2 separate regions of the Capra hircus genome follow, and region 2 is linked to region 1. A link is a contact called in public Hi-C data. All regions are on one chromosome and are shown on one strand. The core of a region is the stretch at or near the end of the contact, and the rest is flanking DNA. Distances in the headings are between cores, read along the strand shown.

The links. Hi-C and Micro-C count contacts between places; a contact is called where the count stands out from the background.
Region 2: a Hi-C map of blood shows a contact between it and region 1, with 2.8 times the contacts expected there. The contact joins two enhancer-like sites. A contact is called at or near these places in 2 of 5 Hi-C or Micro-C datasets (blood and liver).

Annotation. Positions count from the first base shown.
Region 1 is chr28:19,088,023-19,092,897 of ARS1.2, forward strand. The region is part of intron 2 of LRRC20 (leucine-rich repeat-containing protein 20); the gene reads left to right. Among named protein-coding and RNA genes, the nearest start is that of LRRC20, 9.5 kb to the left of the region's middle. Within about 2 kb of position 2,264, at least 2 of the 5 cell types and tissues checked have an H3K27ac peak or open chromatin away from gene starts, as enhancers often do.
Region 2 is chr28:19,180,619-19,185,182 of ARS1.2, forward strand. The region is part of intron 2 of NPFFR1 (neuropeptide FF receptor 1); the gene reads left to right. Among named protein-coding and RNA genes, the nearest start is that of NPFFR1, 7.1 kb to the left of the region's middle. Within about 2 kb of position 1,418, at least 1 of the 5 cell types and tissues checked has an H3K27ac peak or open chromatin away from gene starts, as enhancers often do.

The DNA of each region.
Region 1 (4,875 bases), core at 1,014-3,513:
AGATATTTATTTACTTTCCACCATATATAAGCGTGCGTGTGTGTGATCTGTGTGTGTGACCCGCTGGGATGTAAGTGCCCCCTTAGAGTCACAGGTGTGTGGCAGGAACACAGAGGAGGTGAGTGCAGACCTGCCCAGGGGATGATTGTACAAGTAGCTGGATTGGGATTTGAGTTGGGCCTTTGGCACACAGAGAGGAATTTCACCAGCAGGTAGGCATGTGTGTACTTGTGTCTGTCTGTCTCTCCGTCTCATGGAGGAGCATTTCCAAGAGAGTTACTGTCTGAGAGATTGGGAAGGTGGAGTGTTTCTGCTAGCAGCCTTTGTTCAGGTGTCTCTGAGGGTCTTAGGGCAGGGGGTGGTGGCCCAGAAAGTAGAGGGATACTCAGCTTCAAGATGTGCTTGGTCACCACCTCTTCCAGGAAGCCCTCAGCCCTACCTGATCCACCCCTTGCTCCCTTCCTCCTCTGGAGCACTCATTCAGTGTCCCTGGAGGGCAGAGATCCTGTGTCTTTTGTCCCCCACCTGCCAAGAGCCAGAGTGGTATCCGGCACTTTGTAAGTACATAGTGGTGTTGGCTGAACCGAACAATAGTGAGCGAAACATCTCTGCCAGCAAACAGACTTGAAGATAGCCACTGGCTTTTTAAAAAAATATATTCATTTATTATTAAAGTTTATTTATTTATTCGTTTATTTGGCTGTGTCAGCTTTTAGTTGGGATCTTCGGTCTTCATGTGGCATATAGTTCCCTGACCAGGGATCAAACCCAGGCCCCCTGCATAGGGAGCATGGAGTCTTAGCCCCTGGACCGCATTTGGTTTGGGAGGGAGGCCTGGCAGAGGGCCGCGTAGGGTGGGGAAGGGGAGAGCTTTTGCATGGGGAGCTGAGGGCTGTGGGCCCTCAGGAGAGGAACTCTGGAATCCTGTGCTTGTCACTCATCTGGTTGCACTTACCTGAGTACTCAAGGCTCTCCTCCACTGATATGGCCTGGGTTTGAACCCCCACTCTGCCACCCACTAGCTTGCTCCCTTAGCAGATTGCTTTACCTCTTGGAGCCTTGGTTTCCTCGTCTATGAAATGGGGGTGGTAATTGTGCCTCCCTCATCAAAGTGGTAGGAGCAGTTATTGAATGCCAGGCATCGCTGTCAGCACTTTACTGGTTTTGACTCATTTAATTCTCACAACTGTAAGCCAGAGGTGATATTAATATCCCCATTTTACAGGTGAAGAAACTGGAGCGTGGAACTTTTTTATGCAGTGTTTCTAAATGTCCCCTAGCATTAGGGTATTTCCCTTGTCTCCTCTGCTGTCTTTCTTTCGAAGTAGGAGCTTTGGGACTTCCCTGGTGGTCCAGCGTTTAAGACTCTGCCTTCCAATAAAGGGGGTGTGGGTTCAATTCCTTGTTGGGGAACTAAGATCCCACATGCCAAAAAGGTGGAAAAAAGAAATGAAGTAGGAGCTTCCTCTGTCTAACAGATGCTGGAGCTGAGGCTGAGGGTGTGAGTGGCCTACTAGTGACACAGCTGTTTAGAGCTGGAGCCAGGTTCAGCCACAGTTCTGAGTAGCTTAGCCCTGCCTTTCCCGTGGCCCCTGCTGCCCCCATTGTGGGGAGGAGGTGGCTAGGAAGAGGAGAGCTTGAAGACACAAGTAACCCTCCTCCCTCCTTAGGCTGCCTCTCCTCTCACACTGTTTTGGAACCACAGTCAGCCGACCTTGTCCTTTGAAAGGAGGAAAATAATGAGAGTCTAATATCTGCGTGGCTGTTTAAGATGTCTTAGGTGGTAAGCAGAAAGGGGCTGCCCCCAAGGGCTATGTCTGCTTACGTGCAAACCGTGGACCCCACTCTGGAGCTTTCACAGTGGAATCTCAGAAGGTGGGCGTGGTGACCTACATGTTAACATGAACTCTGTATGATTCTTCCCTGCCTTGAATTTTGGGAACCACTGGCTTACTATTTACCATCTGGAACTTTCTTTTCCTGGCGTGTTATAGAGGACTGGCTGGGGGTTGGAGGTATTATCTGGGGAGGTCTCTAGATATCTGTGTGTGTGTGGGTGTGTGTGTGTGTGTGAGACAGAATGAATATGAAATGGACTTGATCCATCCCCAGGGAACTGAGGGGCTAGGCTGGGTGCTGTGGGATAACCAAGTGAGGAGACCAAGACTTTCTCCCCCTCCCCTCCAGCCTTCCCTCTCTCCTCCCAGGCTCACTCACACTTGGGCCACTTTTCTGCTGTCTCACCAGCAGATGGCACCCTGTTACCAGCCGATCTGGGGACAGGCAGCTGAGCCGGGGACTTGGCCAGGCTGTCGCTGGGTGTGAGCACCTGGTCCCAACAAGGGCTTCCGCCCCCGGCCAGCTCACACTCTGTGTCTCCAGTCCTAGCTGACTCCGCAGCCAGCTGATTTGGCAGCTCCTTTCTTGAGCAAGGGTGCTGGGGAAGTGTCAGGAAGCACCGCGTACACACTCACTGGATCGGAATAACATCTTACCTTGGGCCAGACACTGCCACCGGCTCCTTTGTCAACACACAATGAGCGCGTAGTATATGTGCCTTCCCCGGAGGACTCAAGTGCCCCAGAAGTGCCCAGTCAAGAGGATGAGGCAGACACACACACACACGCACACACACAGCCACACACACACACACATACAGCCACACACACACACACACACACACACACACACACACACAGCCCCCCCGAGGGAGGGGGCAGCCAGGGTTTGTGGTGGGAGCAGTCTTTCTTGCCCCAGGAGGGCTTCTGGGTCTCTGGCTCCCAGCCTAGAGCCCAGGCGGCTGGTGCTGTTCGTGGGGGAGGGGGGTGTGTCTTGTGTTTTGGGGCCGTGTCATCTGGCCTGGAGAGTCCTGAGGGTCAGCTGGGTGCAGGTCAGCTCTGAAGACATGGAGTGGGGAGCCGGCTTTCATAGGGCAGCCCCCAGCCTGGCCGGGACTGCCTGTCTATTTATCATGAAGGCTGGAAGCTTCAAACCTGCCATCCTCTACTTCTTGCCTCTCAGCTGGGGAAGCAGGTTGGGGTGGGGGGGTGTTTGCCAGGGGAGGAGGGGGTAGCCCCTGCTACCCTCTCTGTTTCCTAGACTGTGATGTGAGGGGGTGACCCGAAGCCTTCTGCCTAAAACTCCACCTCTAGACTTGATCTCTCTGGATAGGGGGTCCTGGGAGGCTGAGAACTGGCCCTGATCCTCCCCTCCCCTTTACACCCCTGAGCAGAGGGCTTTTCTCCCTTCAGGGCGCAGCACTTATTTGAAATGAAGGCTTTATATCCCTCGGTGAGTGTTTCTCAGTCTTGGCCCTGTAGACTCTGGGGGCTGGTGATTCTTGGTGGGGGGCTGATCCATGCATTGCAGGGTGTTTGCAGCTTTCCTGGTCTCTACCCGCTGTATGCTAGTAGTCTCCTCTGCTGCTACCCCCCCAAGTTGTGACAACCGTGTCCCCAGGCCCTACCAAGTGTCCCCAGGCAGCAGAACTCTACTCCACTGAGAACCACTGCTCTAGGAGCTCATGCCTGTAAGTTGTTGAGCCTGATGGCCCGTACAGTCAGCTCTGCTGTGGCAGGATTGGCGCCAAGTGGAGTGTGGTTGGTGAGCTGAGAAGAAGATGGGAGCTCTGTTTTGTGGGAAGGGCTCTGAATCAGAAATCAGGAAGCTGGGGTTCTGGATCTCACCCTAACCCCAACTATGGGCCAGTCTCCCATAGTTGTAAAGGTGAGGCTCCCTGTAAAGGTGAGGCTCCAGCCCTGAGCTTTTGTAATTCTCTCTCTTTTAAACCCTCATTGGCTTCCACCTGCACAGAGAGTAAAACCCAGGCTGGTACTACAAACCTGGGGGTGACTGACACATGCCAGTTTCTCCCACTGCACTTTGGGCCCCTCAGGACTCCTCTCATTATATCCAGCCAGATTGGCCACCCTTTAGTTCCTTGAACTGCTGAACTCCTTCCAGCCTTAGGGTCTTTGCACATGCTGCTTTCTTTGTTGGGATGCTGTTCCTTGTTCTTCATGGCTGGGCCCTTCTCATACCTTAAGGTTCAAACTAAATGTTTCTTGTTTAGAGAGGTCACCCTGGCTTTCTTTTCTAAGTGGCCTTCACCCAATCATTTTTTCTTAAAAAAAAAAAAAAAAAAGCTATGAAAAGGTATACACAAGTAGCAAAGTTCATAAGATCATATATGCTTAGTTTAGCAGACATTTATAAATGAAGACTCATGTAACTACCACCCAAGTCTAGACATGGAATATTGCCAGAATCGCCAGAAGGCCCTCCCACCTGAGAGGTAACCACTCTCCCAACTGTTGTGATAAGCTTTTCCTTCCTTTCTTTAGTTTGATCTTTCTCTTCTTCAGTTTTTGGCCCTTGGGTTCTGGAGAGAGCAGGATGTGGGTGCTGGTGGTGGGGGATCAGGAGGTCTGGTGTCAACAGGATGTGCTAGTGTGGAGAAAGGGGTGGAGGTGAGACCCTGCTGGGGGGTTGTTGTGTGAGGGTATCATTCAGGGGTAAATAATCAGTATGGAAAGGAAAGCCAATAGAGCTTTCAGAGCGCTTATGGATTTCATTGGCACTGAGTTGGCACAAGGCAGTAGCCTGTGGTGCAGAAATGCAGGGCCTGGGCCTGGGCTGCCCTTCTCATTTCAGAGATGATTGAGTGATGTCAGCCCAGCCCAGCATGCCTGTGGCATTTTGGCTGCTTCTGAACTGACCCAGAGAGATGGACACTGAGGGCCATGTCCAGGTGGGTGGGACTTAGCCCACTGTTCAAGCAGGCGAGGAGGGGCTCGGGTAGGGGTTTCTGGCTATCCTTTTGCACCAAGCCACAGTCTGACATTGCCTCTGTGCTCAAATTGGCATGCACTCATT
Region 2 (4,564 bases), core at 168-2,667, 92 kb after region 1:
AGAACAGAACTGAGTGGATGAACTGGGCTTAGTGGTGGGCCACTAGGGTTCTACCTCTCTGGACGCCTTCTGAGAAAAGTGCAGAAGGCACCCGAGATTTTCCCCACAGCGATGGGTGGCTGACAGCTGTTTGTTCCTCTTCACCAGTTGAAGGTTGCTCCACTCCCACACGTCTAGGCTGATCCTAGAAGTGGCTTCAAAGAAAGCAAAACAGAGAGCCCTGGTGTCAGCTTGATGAGATGCTGGAAATGTAGGGTACAGTCAGTCGACTTGGCCAGAACCTTTGGGATGTGGCTGAGAGCATCACAAAGGCAATGGCCATGGGGGCATCTCTTGGTGTGAAATTGCAGGGGTGTTTATTTCACTCTTTTCTTTTGTAGTGCTCAGACTGCTTTATAGTAAACATATTGCTTTTTTTAATAAAAACGATTTTTTTTCCAAAAAGAAAGAAAAAAAATGTAGTGATGTAGTAGTCATTAGGGGCCAATATTAGTGCTAAAAACAACTCAGGCTAAACCTCCCACGTTTCCTCTTTCACACTGGGTTTCTAAGAGGTAGAAAGATGAATTACGAGATTTCAGCAGGACCCGGCTAAGATCTCTTATGAGAGCCCTGGGAACTGAGCAGTGGCAACGGGGCTGGAGGACTGGTGACAAGACTTTGTATTAACTCTAATACAGCTTAGCGGTCCCTCAGACTTTGACCTTGACATTGATGTTAAATAATTGAGAGGGAAAAATAAAAGGCATGCTCCTCGAATCTGTGGATAAGAGCCATAACACCCACATAGCAACAGGTTCAAAATTTAAATGAGGATATCCTAACAGTCTGGAACACTGGATCAAATCCAAGAAAATGAAATGTAAAGTGAATTGCAAAGACCTGAATTTAGGTCCAAAAAAATCAATTGTGTGCATTTCAAAGAGAGAAGATCTTGCTTGTAATCTTGAGGAAAGTTTCTGGGGAGATAAAAACCAACTGACTGACGGACATGGGTCCAAAACTCCCACTTACTGAAAAGACCCTAAGATGTTCAGAGTGGGGGGTAAAAAGGCGGGGAGAGGGGGATGACCTTGGGGACAGGGGCCCATTCTTGTTCAAGGAGCAGAACTGGAACAGGTAGGGGACAAGTTGCAGGAAGACAACTCAACAATAGGAAGAACTTTCTGGCACTCAGAGTTGCCAGGTCGAATTAAGCAAGGGTCACTGACTGGTTGGATACTGACTGGAGGGCAGAAGGAGGTATTCTTGGGTGGCTGGACCAAAAATAGGGCCTGGAGTATCTCTGAGGGCCTGCAGACAGACACTGCAGTCTGTCCGTCCTCCTGCAGAGTTGCTGGATCAGCCGGGCAGTAGTCCTTCTCAGGCCTTCCCCACTGGGCCTTGGCTGCATTGGTGTGCTGTGCAGTGAGGCATCAGAGGGCACGATTCCCACCCCGCTCCCAGCCCAGCCCCAGTCTAGCGGCTCCCTCGGAGCCTCTGGCAGCCTCCAGAGCTGCCTGCCCAGCCTGGGAGCTCCGTGGCTGAGGGAGGCTAGATGCGAGGAGGATGTCTGCTCACACTGCCTGGTGGTGGGAGACCTGTGGGCAAGTGGCCCATGCAGGGGAAGGTTGCCAGAGAGAGGAGCAAGCTAGCTGGTTTCCTTCCAGTGCAGGACACTGAAATTTCTTGGCAATCCAGGTGGGCTCTGCTTTCCATGCCCCCCAAAATGCTGCCAGTGGCGCTGTCAGAGTTGAGAACCACTGCTGTCATGAATATTTTAATCATATGTATCAGAGCTTCCTTCTGCTTAGAAAGGTTAGATCTCAAGTTAGTGCAAAGGATAAAGAAATTACTTAAAACACACTCTGTTACACACTGTTAATGTCTTTTGTTTGTTCTGGGTGTTTTGGTCATTTGTTCACACACACACACACACACACACTTTTGTATGGAACACAGTTTATAATGCTTCTACCTACTATTTTATAACTATTGCCACCTTGGTCAGCATTTCCTCCCACCACTAGAACTTGTTCTATTAAGTAAATCCCTAAAAGTGGACTGGCTGGCTCTGGGAGTGGGTCTTGGATCGGGGTGCTGGATGGATGTGCCCCGTTTGCAAAGGCTGAGCTGATGTGTGTCCTTCCAACCCCACAGTGCACAGCCACCCTCTGGTGTCACCAAGCGCTTTTCCGCTCTGCCAGTCTGATTGATGGCATGCTTACCCAGCGTTCTTTTAAAATTGCATTTCTTTGATTACAAATGAACTTTTCGTCTCATGTGTTTATTAGCCATTTGTACTGTGTTCTGTTGTGTTCTTCAGCAGGTCAGGCTGTGTTCACCCTGAGGCTCTCAGGAAGTGGGCGCTGAATGGTATAGTTCAGTTCAATCACTCAGTTGTGTCCAACTCTTTGCGGCCCCATGGACTGTAGCACGCCAGGATTCCCTGTCCATCACCAACTCCCAGAGCTTACTCAAACTCATGTCCATCGAGTCGGTGGTGCCATCCAACCATCTCATCCTCTATCATCCCTTTCTCCTCCCGCCTTCAATCTTTCCCAGCATCAGGGTCTTTTCCAATGAGTCAGTTCTTCGCATCATGTGGCCAAAGTACTGGAGTTTCAGCTTCAGCATCAGTCCTTCCAACGAACATTCAGACTGATCTTTAGGATGGACTGGTTGGATTTCCTTGCAGCCCAAGGGACCCTCAAGACTCTTCTCCAACACCACAGTTCAAAAGCATCAATTCTTTCGCACTCCTTTCTTTATAGTCCAACTCTCACATCCATACATGACCACTGGAAAAACCATAGCTTTGACTAGATGGACCTTTGTTGGCAAAGTAATGTCTCTGCTTTTTAATATGCTGTCTGCTGCTGCTGCTGCTAAGTCACTTCAGTCTGACTCTGTGCAACCCCACAGACGGCAGCCCACCAGGCTCCGCCATCCCTGGGATTCTCCAGGCAAGACCACTGGAGTGGGTTGCCATTTCCTTCTCCAGTGCATGAAAGTGAAAAGTGAAAGTGAAGTCGTGTCTGACTCTTAGTGACCCCATGGACTGCAGCCTACGAGGCTCTAGGTTGGTCATAATGGTATAACTGGGTCTCTAATCTAGGGCATATTCAAAAGCAGAGACATTACTTTGCCAACAAAGGTCCATCTAGTCAAGGTTATGGTTTTTCCAGTAGTCATGTATGGATGTGAGAGTTGGACTGTGAAGAAAGCTGAGCGCCAAAGAATTGATGCTTCTCAACTGTGGTGTTGGAGAAGACTTTTGAGAGTCCCTTGGACTGCAAGGAGATCCAACGAGTCCATTCTAAAGGAGATCAGCCCTGGGTGTTCTTTGGAAGGACTGATGCTAAAGCTGAAACTCCAATACTTTGGCTACCTCATGTGAAGAGTTGACTCATTGGAAAAGACTGATGCTGGGAGGGATTGGAGGCAGGAGGAGAAGGGGAAGACAGAGGATGAGATGGCTGGATGGCATCACCGACTCGATGGACGGGAGTTTGAGTGAACTCCAGGAGATGGTGATGGACAGGGAGGCCTGGCGTGCTGTGATTCATGGAGTCACAAAGAGTCAGACAGGACTGAGCGACTGAACTGAACGAACTCAATCTAGAGCTGAGTTCTGTGTGGTACCAGGGCAGACCAGTAGGTGGCGCTAACGATGCAGTCATTAGAACTTGGTGGAGTACCCAGCTGGATTCCGTGCTCTGGACCTTCATTTTGGTGTTGCTTTCTCTCTCACACATCTTCCAGACTTTTCAGGGAGGCCCACAACAAGAGTACTATAAAATATTACCCTCGGGTCCATTGTGCAGTTTAATACCACCAGCCCAGCTGCTGCTGAGTTAACACACACTGAGTGTGGTGTGTCCCGCATTGTGTCAAGTTTTCTTCACGTATTATCTCACTCTTTTCAGTAAGTGTGAGCTTATCTCCATTTGGGGCTTCCCTTGTGGCTCAGCTGGTAAAGAATCTGCCTGCAATGCAGGAGACCTGGGTTGGATCCCTAGGTTGGGAAGATTCCCTGGGGAGAAGAAAGGCTACCCACTCCAGTATTCTGGCGTAGAGAATTTCACGGACTGTGTAGTCCATGGGGTAGCGAAGAGTCGGACACGACTGAGCGACTTCACTTTCACTTTTCACTTTCATGCTTTGGAGAAGGCGACGGCATCCTACTCCAGTACTCTTGCCTGGAGAATCCCAGGGACGGGGGAGCCTGGTGGGCTGCCGTCCATGGGGTCGCACAGAGTCGGACGCGACTGAAGCGACTTAGCAGCAGGAGCAAGCAGCAGGGTGGCTTTTATGCCCGTGTGCGTGCTCTGTCGCTCTGTTGTGTCCAACTCTTTGCGATCTCATGGACTGTAGCCCGCCAGGCCCCTCTTGTCCATGAAATTTTCCGGCAAGAATACTGGAGCAGGTTACCATTTCCGACTCCAGGGGATCTCCCAGACTCGGATCAAACCGCCAGCTCTTGCTGTCTCCTGCCTTGGCAGGCAGATTCTTTACCACTGCGCCACCTTGTGGCTTTTAAACAGCAGAAATTCACTTGTTAACAGATCTGGAGACTGGGAAG